3 separate regions of the Sus scrofa genome follow, and regions 2 and 3 are each linked to region 1. The links are chromatin contacts, called in public Hi-C and targeted proximity ligation maps. All regions are on one chromosome and are shown on one strand. The core of a region is the stretch at or near the end of the contact, and the rest is flanking DNA. Distances in the headings are between cores, read along the strand shown.

Region 1 (3,068 bases), core at 325-2,824:
AGAGACGGGAGCTGGGCTGCAGGGCAGACACAAAGGGGCCTCAGCCGTGCGCCCTCCCGCCGCTCTAGAGCTGGACGGGCCTTCAGTGTTGCTGGGGGGGGGGCAGCGAGCCCACAGGACGTTTCAGCAGGGGAAGCGCCCAAGAGGCCTGACAGCAGCAGATGGGAAGCTGGCAGCACACCCGGCAGTCGGGGGACTAAGTCCTTCAGTCCTGAAGGGTCTTCTGGGCAGCCAGGCAGCCAGCCACACACACCCACACACACACGACCAGCACAATCACGATCCAGGGCAACGAGAGGTATACTCACGGAGCGCCACGCCTGGCAGCTCAATTACACAAAAACAAGCATGCCACGTGCTGGAAACAAGGTATTTTACCACTGGCCCCGTGAGTAAAACACGCAGAGGGCGGCCTGGAGGGGAACGTGGCGCACCTACCTACAGACCTCCTTCCTACGAGCTGCACCTGTCCGTGAGCTGGTTCTTTTGCATGCCTTCAGCAAGGTCAGCCTGCCACTGCCACCAAGTCAATCCATGGCCTGAGCGCCAAATCCAACCTGCAGCCCGTTTTCCTCAGGCTGTCTGGGAACACAGGCGTGCCCAGTGCTAGAGGAGGGGCCGCAGGAAACGGCCTGCAGAGCTGAAAGTCTTTAGAGTCTGGCCCTCTACTGGAAAAGTCTGCTGAACCTCACACCGGGGTAACTGCATTCCCCTTCTTCTCTCCAACCCGTTAGGGTATTAAGGTTAGCTGAGCTTGGAGCCAAGCTCCCATGTGCTATCACAGAAGAAAAGGAAATTGGTACAAAAGGAAATCACCCCAAGAGGGCAAATGACAGGCTCCCTAGTAGCTGAACAAAGCAATCAAGGAAGCCTGCCGCTGGCCGAATTTAGTCTGAGAGCACATTCTAGACAAGGGCCCCCAAGTGGGTGCTTGGCAGCAGATAAACATTTGGCAGAGTGGAATCCAGCCCCAACACTCAGCAAGCTTTCCGCTGCTTCAAAGGCCTTTGGGAGGAAAAGAGAGGGAAAGCTATGCAGTTCACCCAATTAGCTGGGGGAATGATTCCTTTTCATTTCTCCTTTGCACTAATTAAGACCAGTGCATTCCAAGCAACCAGTAATTTTGTCTGAGATGGGCCCAAATCAGTAACAGGTGGTTTATGTTAGATGGCATTAATGGAGCGGAAGAGAATTTTTAAAAGAAAAAAAAAAAAGTATGTTAGCAGGAAAGTAGGAGCTCTAAGCCAAAATATTTTAAAAGCCAGGTTTCATCTACAGAAACAACTCTGGAAAACCAGATGTGCAGGTCCTTCCCGGTACTGGGAACCCTGGGGTGTGGACTGCCCCTGGACTATCAATATTTGCTCACATCACTCTGAGAAAATCAGTCTAACTGATACTAGAATGGAAAATATTTCTCAGTGTCTGTTCACTTTCCAAACTGATGTTTTCAGTGGTAGCACAGAGACTCCCTTCCTTTGTGCCAGATGGCACTCATCCGAGTGCACGCCAGGGAGCACACCGGCGAGGCCAGAATGCAGTGCAGCGGGCTGATCCCCAGCGGGAGTCATGCCAGCGACACATTAAGGAGAGTGCCTCTGTCCTTCCTGTGGAGACGGCTGTCCTGACCCCTCAGGCCACCCAGCGTGGGTTTGCATCCCCAGGCACACACGCAGATCTCAAAACCGCCACGTGTGGGCCCACAGGCCGAAACTAATGAATCACAAGATCCCTTGTTCAGACCCAGAAAATATACGTCTCCCCCCAGGCCTGGGCCACCAAACCTGGACATACAGGAAAGCAGGTTTTAAAAACAGTCATACCTGATTCGTAAGTAAACAAAACACCCTGTTGGGGCATCCGGGAGATGGCCGATGAATATCTGAGATAAAAACTAAGACAAAAGTTTAAAAATAATACCCATGTCCTCACTCGGCTTCTCCAAAGCAGAGACGATCAGCCCAAAGCTCCAGCGTACCCTCTCCTCTGAGGACCCCAACACTGAGCAGTTTTGGGCATCCACCTGCACCCCTTAAATGCCAGTCTCCAACACACTCAGCTGCTTAAAACCCCTAGACGCCAATAAAGAGCAAATAAAATGCCTAGCGTGTTTCAAAAAAGAAACAGACTACTGTGTTCATAATAAAATTTAGGAGGAAAAAAGGGGAGCTAATTGGGTCTATTGGGTCTACACAGTCACTCTCACTCTTCTAGTTAAATACATCAAAATATCACAAGCACACTCCCATTATAACAAGCAATGTTACAAAGCGTGCGAGAGAACTCGCCTAGTTTCTGCATTCGGGCAGGCAGCCTGTGGAAAGCCAAGCTAGCATTTCATCGACAGCTGGCTCCACACGTGAACACATTAAAAACAACGCTGAATAAGCGAGCACGAGCCCCTTCCTCCCATGTTGCATCCTTTGGGTTTAAGGGTGCATGTTTAGGTTTAAGGACTTGCCTTGTCCTCAGAAAGAAATAAGAACACTCAGTTAACTAGGTCATTTCCAACTGTCTCTCTTAGTTTCAATGCCCTTTATCCCACCTTAAATAGAACACCTAAAGAAAACCACCCCGACTCCCCAAAGCGCCACAGAAGCATGACAGGAAAGAAACCCAAGGGGAGGGAAGGGTGGGAGATGGCTCAGGGCTGAAGGCTGCCTCCTTCCCCTCCTGTTGGATTCAAGCCCCTCTCCTGGGCTGTCAGGTCAGGACAGAGACAGGCATCTGCTCGGCCTCCAGCAAGGACAGCCTCTAGGAATACACATTTTAACAAGACGGCAGCACACCCAGTGGGGCTCATGGTGTGGACTTCATTACAAGGCCATTTTTTTGTTTGTTTCATCTTCTGTCCTCTGATGAGCACACGGAGACATTCCGGTGGCGTTTCCAGGTGTAATAAACCCCTGCACTGGCTCTTCTGACCTGTGCGTGTCTCACTGACTCATTCTACAGAGTCTGTTCTTCTGGGTGGAAATTCAACCAGAAGCTCTTCTCTCCTCACCCTCCTTTTCTGGAGCAAAGAGTGAACCTGCCCATCACTGGGGGCACCGTCTGTCCTTCCCCCA
Region 2 (2,861 bases), core at 325-2,824, 65 kb after region 1:
GAATTCTGCATCACGAGCCACGTTGAGTTCCCTCAGAAAATTATCCCAGCTGGTGAAAATAAGCCTCATGTGCTCATGAACATGACTTCTGGCCAGTTTCTTGTGGTTCAGGAGGTTAAGGATCCAATGCTGCAACTGTAGCAGCGCATGTCTAATCCCTGGCCAGGGAACTTTCACAGGCCGAGGACATGGCAAAACAAAAAACAATGCAAAAGAACAAAAAACATGACTTCCAGCCAAAAGATGGAAAATGTGATTTCACAAAATATTCTCTCCCTCTCTCTCTATGCCACCTCCTCTGCCCCTTCCCCAAAAAATTCAGTATAAAGATTGCTTTTCTGAATCTTCCCTGAAAGAAGCAGCACCAACGGATTGTCACTGGCCCTTTACACCAGTTCCCAAATGGTCAGCTGCTACTGCAAGGCAGTGCAGCAAAGAGGACAATGGGTTGGGGGCTGAGACAGACCAGGGGTCAAGGTGTGACCTTGGCCAGGATCCTTAAATTTGAGTCTGACCTCTCTCATCTATGGATGGAGATGTGGCACCTCGTTCATAAATACAAGGAAGAATTAAGGGAGCAATTTATGTGTCTGACACTAGTCTTTACTGGGTCCTCTTTCCATCCCTCCCCCTTGCCTTACCAACAACCACACCAAGCTGATTTTACGTTCATCTGGCTACAAAGTGGTCATTCCCTGGAACCCCCTTGTCGCTGAGGTTAGCAGATAACTCAGAACACTCCAACCTGGCCTCCTCCTATTTCAAGCACAGCAAATCCTACCCTATCCCCTGAAACAAAGAAGGAAAACAAATCAGCTTCCGAGTACTGCCACCTGCCCAGCATCCAAAAGCCAGGGTAAATCCGCCGCCTGCCGGACTCCGGCTGTTACTATCATTATTGTTTAGTAATACCAATACCTAACGGGGCGTGGGGGTGACTGTCTTTCAAGTATGTCTGTGGCACCCCCTGGACACCCCGAAAGCGCTTCCGATGCAGATTTCTAGCTAAAAACCCCAAAATTGATAAAGCGGCTTTTCCAACAGGAGAAAGGCAAGAGTTGTAAAGTTTCTGGAGGAGCATTTTTCCGCGTTACCCGGAATTGCACTGCAGAGGCGATGTCGCCCGCGGTTGGGGTTGGGAACGACCGAGGGTCACGATGCAGAGGGGGTGGGGGAGCTCTAAAGGTCAGCAGCGGACCGCCGCGGGTCTGGGGGTGCAGGCTTCCCCGCTGACCGCATGGGGCCGGACCTGGCGCCCCAGCACAGCGAGGAGGGGGCCCCCCAAGTACTGGGGGCTCAGGGTGGAGGGCGCCGCCTCACTCACCTTCCGTGCTTCTCTTTGCCTCCCGGTAGCGCTCCCACAGGTAGAGCTTCATGTCCGGGGCGGTCCCAGGTGCTGTGCATAAGGGCCGAGCGAGGCTCGCTCGCGACCGCCGCCGGGCCGCGGTCCCGCAGCCGCCCCGCAGGGCAGCAGCCGCCCTTGCACCCGCTCCACGGGCCACCGCCGCCGCTGCCGAGGCCATGCCTGCCGCCGCCCGGCTGCGAGTGGCGCCCCAGCGCCGGTGCTCTGCCGCGCGCTCTGCCCAGTGGGCGGGCGAGTCCCTACGTCCGAGCACGTGGCGGCGCGGCCCGCCCCTCGGGCCGCCGCGGGGGGCGGGGTCTTGACGGGGCGGGGGGTGGGCGGGGCAGAAAAGTCCCGGGCTGTGGGAACCGCTGGGCCCTGCGCCCGAGCCTGCTGCTGCAGTCGCTTCTTCACCATTTGGCGCGATCGCCCCGTCAGCCTAGGTCACATGGAATGGAACGACTCTGCTGGCCCTGAACCGCGAGATGACCTCGGCGCCGCCCGCCGAGCCTCGCAGCACTTCCTCCTGCGACCTGTGACCGTCTCCCAACCCAGGCTGTACTGACCATGTGCCTCTGGCCCCAGCCCCAGGAGGTGCCCTCTCCACATTAATGGCTTCAGCAGTCTGGACCTCCCCTGGATCGCGGGTGCGGGTCTGGGACGTGCCCCAACGGCTAGCTTGAATCCTGAGTGGGCAGCTGGGCAGAGGGCCCGCACGTGGGCTGATGTGCCTGAAGGGCACCCCCGCTGCACAGCCTGGAAGGCCACTGTCCCTTCGGAGATTTCTGACTCCGGAGGAAGGCCCCTGGGACACCACTCCCCTGCTCACCAGCGTGGTGCACCTGTCTCTCTCAGACCTGGGAGGCTGCACCCACTCTGTGCACTGTGGTTCCACCAAAGCCAAATAAGCAGTAAACGCCAACAAGCGACATTGCTGTATATGGACTGGTCAAACTAGCTTCTGCAGCAAAATCTGATACAGCCCACCCAGAACCCGACTGATAATCTCTGAACTTCGAGGGCTTTGCCAGGCTACCCGGCAACTGTGCGGGGAGCTGGTGAAATGTAATGAGTAACCATCAGGGCTAACTCTCTGCCTGGGAGACAAATAACCCAAAGCATCAAGTTGTGGGCTGGAGGGGGTTGGGAGATGTCTTCCTGGAAAAAGATGGCCTCAGGGTTAGACCTTTGATGGACAGTAAACTACTCTGTGTTTGCAATGTGAGTTTTCTCATGCAGTCCTCTCAGTAATCCTAACAAGTATGCAACCTAATACTCCATTTTTAAAGTGATGAAATTGAGGCTAAGACAGGTGAATAGCATTCTTAAAGTCACTTATCTAAGGAGTTCCTGTTGTTGCTCAGTGGTTAACGAATCTGACTAGGAACCATGAGGTTGCAGGTTTGATCCTGGCCTTGCTCAGTGGGTTAAGGATCCAGCGTTGCTGTGGCTCAGGCATAGGCCACGGCTCCGATTAGACCCCTAGCCTGGGAATTTCCACATGCCTCTGGAGAGGCCT
Region 3 (3,088 bases), core at 418-2,917, 98 kb after region 1:
AATTTGTAGGAGTTCCTGTCGTGGGGCAGCGGAAACAAATCTGACTAGGAACCTTGAGGTTGTGGGTTTGAACCCTGGCCTCGCTCAGTGAGTTAAGGATCCGGCGTTGCCGTGAGCTGCGGCGTAGGTTGCAGACGCGGCTCGGATCTGACGTTGTTGTGGCTGTGGTGCAGGCCGGCGGCTGCAGCTCCAATTCGACCCCTAGCCTGGGAACCTCCATGTGCTGTGGGTGCAGCCCTAAAAAAAATAGAAATAAAAATTGTAAAGCAATTTTTTTGTTGAAGTAGAGTTGATTTACAATGTTGTGTTAGTTTCAGGCGTACAGCAAAGTGATTCGGTTTTATACATACTTTTTCTTTTCCAGATTCTCTTCCACTCTAGGTTATTACAGGACATTGAATTATGTTCCCTTGTGAGACAATAGGTCCCAAAGGCTTCTTTCCATCACGAGGACAAGCCGGCGCCCTCTCCCACCTCAGGGCGCTGCACATGAAGCTCCATTTGTCAGGACGGCCCCTCACCGCCTCCCGCCCACCCCCACCCACAGGGGGCTCCTGCAGCCTCTCAAGTCTCAGCTTAAATGCCCCCTCCCGAAGAGGCCCCTAGACCACCCTTTCACAAGTGGTCCCTCCCCCGGCTTGAGCTCTGCCTCCCTCGCCTGTGTGCGTCTCTCACGGCCTTTAGTCTCACTGCATTTGTCAGCTCCCTCGTGTGTTGTGAGTCAGCTCCTTTAGAGAGCAGCATGGGTGACTCTGTCCTGCTCACCCTGCTGGACTCTGCCCCAGGTAAACAGTTTTTGAATATGTGAGCCCTGGTCAGCCTAGAATCCTCCCCCACCACCCATATCTGCTTGCCTAGACCCTGAATCCCCTGACCCCGGAGAGCAGAAGTGCAGTGTGCTCCCATCAAGGCTACTGCTAATGCCGCCGATCCAACTCTAAGCATCCCTGTCCACTGGGACCCCAGCCTACCCGCTGGTTTGGCCTCCTTGGTACACTCGTCCGTACAGGCCAAGATCTGCCAAACTCCCTGGAACTCTGCGCTTTGGACACCCCAGCCAGCTTAGGGGGCCAGTCCCAAAATCCACAGAAGTGTCCCTGGTTCCCACACTGGTTTCCTTTGCTCATCAAGGCCCCAGCATGTCCATGACCAGCCCTGCCTGTGCAAGGATGATGACTTAGAAGCCAGCCTCCACAGACAGAGGATTAGAGCTCACAAACACTGATGCTAGAAGAGATTCTGCACAACAAGGACTTATGCGGATAGGCTGTAGGCTGGAGAGGCCTAGCTTGAATGCTCAGCTCCAGATACGCTGGCTGTGGGAGCTGACACAGTTTCTTTCAGCTCCGACCTACGGTTTCCTCATCTGTAAAGTGAGGGTAGCAGTACCTACCACAGGATTTATCACTGAAGGTAAAAGAGATGGTGAGCAGAGAGTCCCTTGTACATAGCAAGCATGCAGCAAATGATAACTATTACTACGCAAGTGGATTCACAGCTGAAATGTAGAGCAGGCAAGCAGCTTGCCTGAGGTGACCTTTGATCCCATAGCCATGGCGGTGGACTGTAACAACAGCTGGGATTCCCCACACCAACCTGTGCCCAGCTCCCCTTCGCAGTGCCGCTCTGCACCTCCTCCCATCCAGAGGTCAGAGTCTCTTTCTCCACCCTTGAATGCAGCCTGGTGATTTGCTGTGACTAATCGAATGCAGTGGAAGGGGGTGCCATGCAGTTCTGAGCCCAGGCCGATCTCCGCTCAGAGTTCTGCAGCCTGGGCCATCTTCCCAAAGGATGAGGAACATGGCCCGGCCACCCTGTCACCCCGTCAGACAGCCATCAGACATCTGGTCCTCTTAGACAAGCCAGCCCCACTGATCCTGCCAACTGATGGCAGATGTTTGCATGAGCCCAGCCCAGATCTTGCTAAGCCCACCCCGGACCAAGGGGATCCCCTAGGGGGCCCATGGACCTGTGGGCAATGGTAAGCAGCTATTGGTTTTAATCCATTAGTTTGAAGATGATTTGTTATGCAACATAAGTTAATTGACAGAGCCATTTAAATATGACAGAAGTCCTCGGTTTCGTCAGACTGTAAATCAGAGGGTCAAAAATGGTTAGTAGCTGCATTCACTGGACCTTCTTAGTCTCTGTCCAATGAGTGGTACCATTGGAGCCTCGGGCGTCAGATACTGAACAATAATGCTTGCGGGTCTCCCATGAACGCTTTTAGACTTACAATAATGTGCAATGTAGATGCTATTTTTATTCTTTTCTTACAAATATGAAAACTGTAACCCAGAAAGGCTAAGTCTTGTATCTAAAAGGAAGTGGAAAGGTGGGATTTGAACCCAGAAAGGCTGGCTTCCCAGTCAAGCTCTCAACAGCCCCCTTACTGCTCGAAGCCTCCTCTTCTGAAGCGTATCATAACAGCCTTCGACCTTCTAAAAGGATGGCCTGTCGCAGGAGGAATGCTCGTGGTCAACTGACACACAGCCACCAGTCCAACAAAAAATCAAATGAAACTAAACACACACACAGCCGTTTCCCTTCCTTCATGGTAGGAACAGCCCAGGAGTTTGACACTGAAACACGAGAGGTTAAGTCCTCTGCCCGTGCTCACCACCCTTTTGCTTCACTAGGTCCTGGTTGTCTTTTAAGGTGCTAGGTGAAAATTCTATCAGGTTGGACCATGCTTTTTGGAAATACTGGAACCCTTCTGAGTCATCCCCATTTCAAGATAGAGTCCCCGATAGCATTCTGTACTTTGAGAAACATTTCTGTCATGGATGGACTCTATACGAAATGAAAGAGATGCAGTGTGAGACCAGGCACAGCCCCCAGACCCCTGCCCAAGAAAGGCTCATTTCACAGTGAACTGGCCAAAGATCGCATGCCTTCCAACATTTCCCAGGGAATTCTAAACACTGATAAGATGATGGTTAGAGTGAAACATTTATTGGAGACACTGCAAGCAAAAAATAAATTTTGGAAAATGTTTTTGCAGGTTATTGGTTCACGGTAATAAAAATTTTTGAAAATAGGTGTAACATAAACATGTCTTGCACCTATTAAAGCTCCCGAAGGAGAT

Evidence for each region. Hi-C and Micro-C count contacts between places; a contact is called where the count stands out from the background.
Region 2: a contact with region 1 is called in a targeted proximity ligation map of skeletal muscle. A contact is called at or near these places in 2 of 5 promoter capture datasets (fetal liver and fetal skeletal muscle), 13 of 47 Hi-C or Micro-C datasets (alveolar macrophages, embryonic fibroblasts, fetal skeletal muscle and 5 more) and 1 of 2 datasets of targeted methods (skeletal muscle).
Region 3: a contact with region 1 is called in a Hi-C map of liver, with 14 times the contacts expected there. A contact is called at or near these places in 2 of 5 promoter capture datasets (fetal liver and liver), 6 of 47 Hi-C or Micro-C datasets (embryonic fibroblasts, liver and skeletal muscle) and 1 of 2 datasets of targeted methods (skeletal muscle).

Annotation. Positions count from the first base shown.
Region 1 is chr5:80,689,092-80,692,159 of Sscrofa11.1, reverse strand. NT5DC3 (5'-nucleotidase domain-containing protein 3) reads right to left here. Exons shown (of 15, transcript XM_005664189.3): 15 at 1-3,068. Among named protein-coding and RNA genes, the nearest start is that of NT5DC3, 65 kb to the right of the region's middle.
Region 2 is chr5:80,624,382-80,627,242 of Sscrofa11.1, reverse strand. NT5DC3 (5'-nucleotidase domain-containing protein 3) reads right to left here and starts at 1,574. Exons shown (of 15, transcript XM_005664189.3): 1 at 1,325-1,574. The coding sequence starts at 1,523.
Region 3 is chr5:80,591,085-80,594,172 of Sscrofa11.1, reverse strand. No RefSeq gene overlaps it. Among named protein-coding and RNA genes, the nearest start is that of NT5DC3, 33 kb to the left of the region's middle.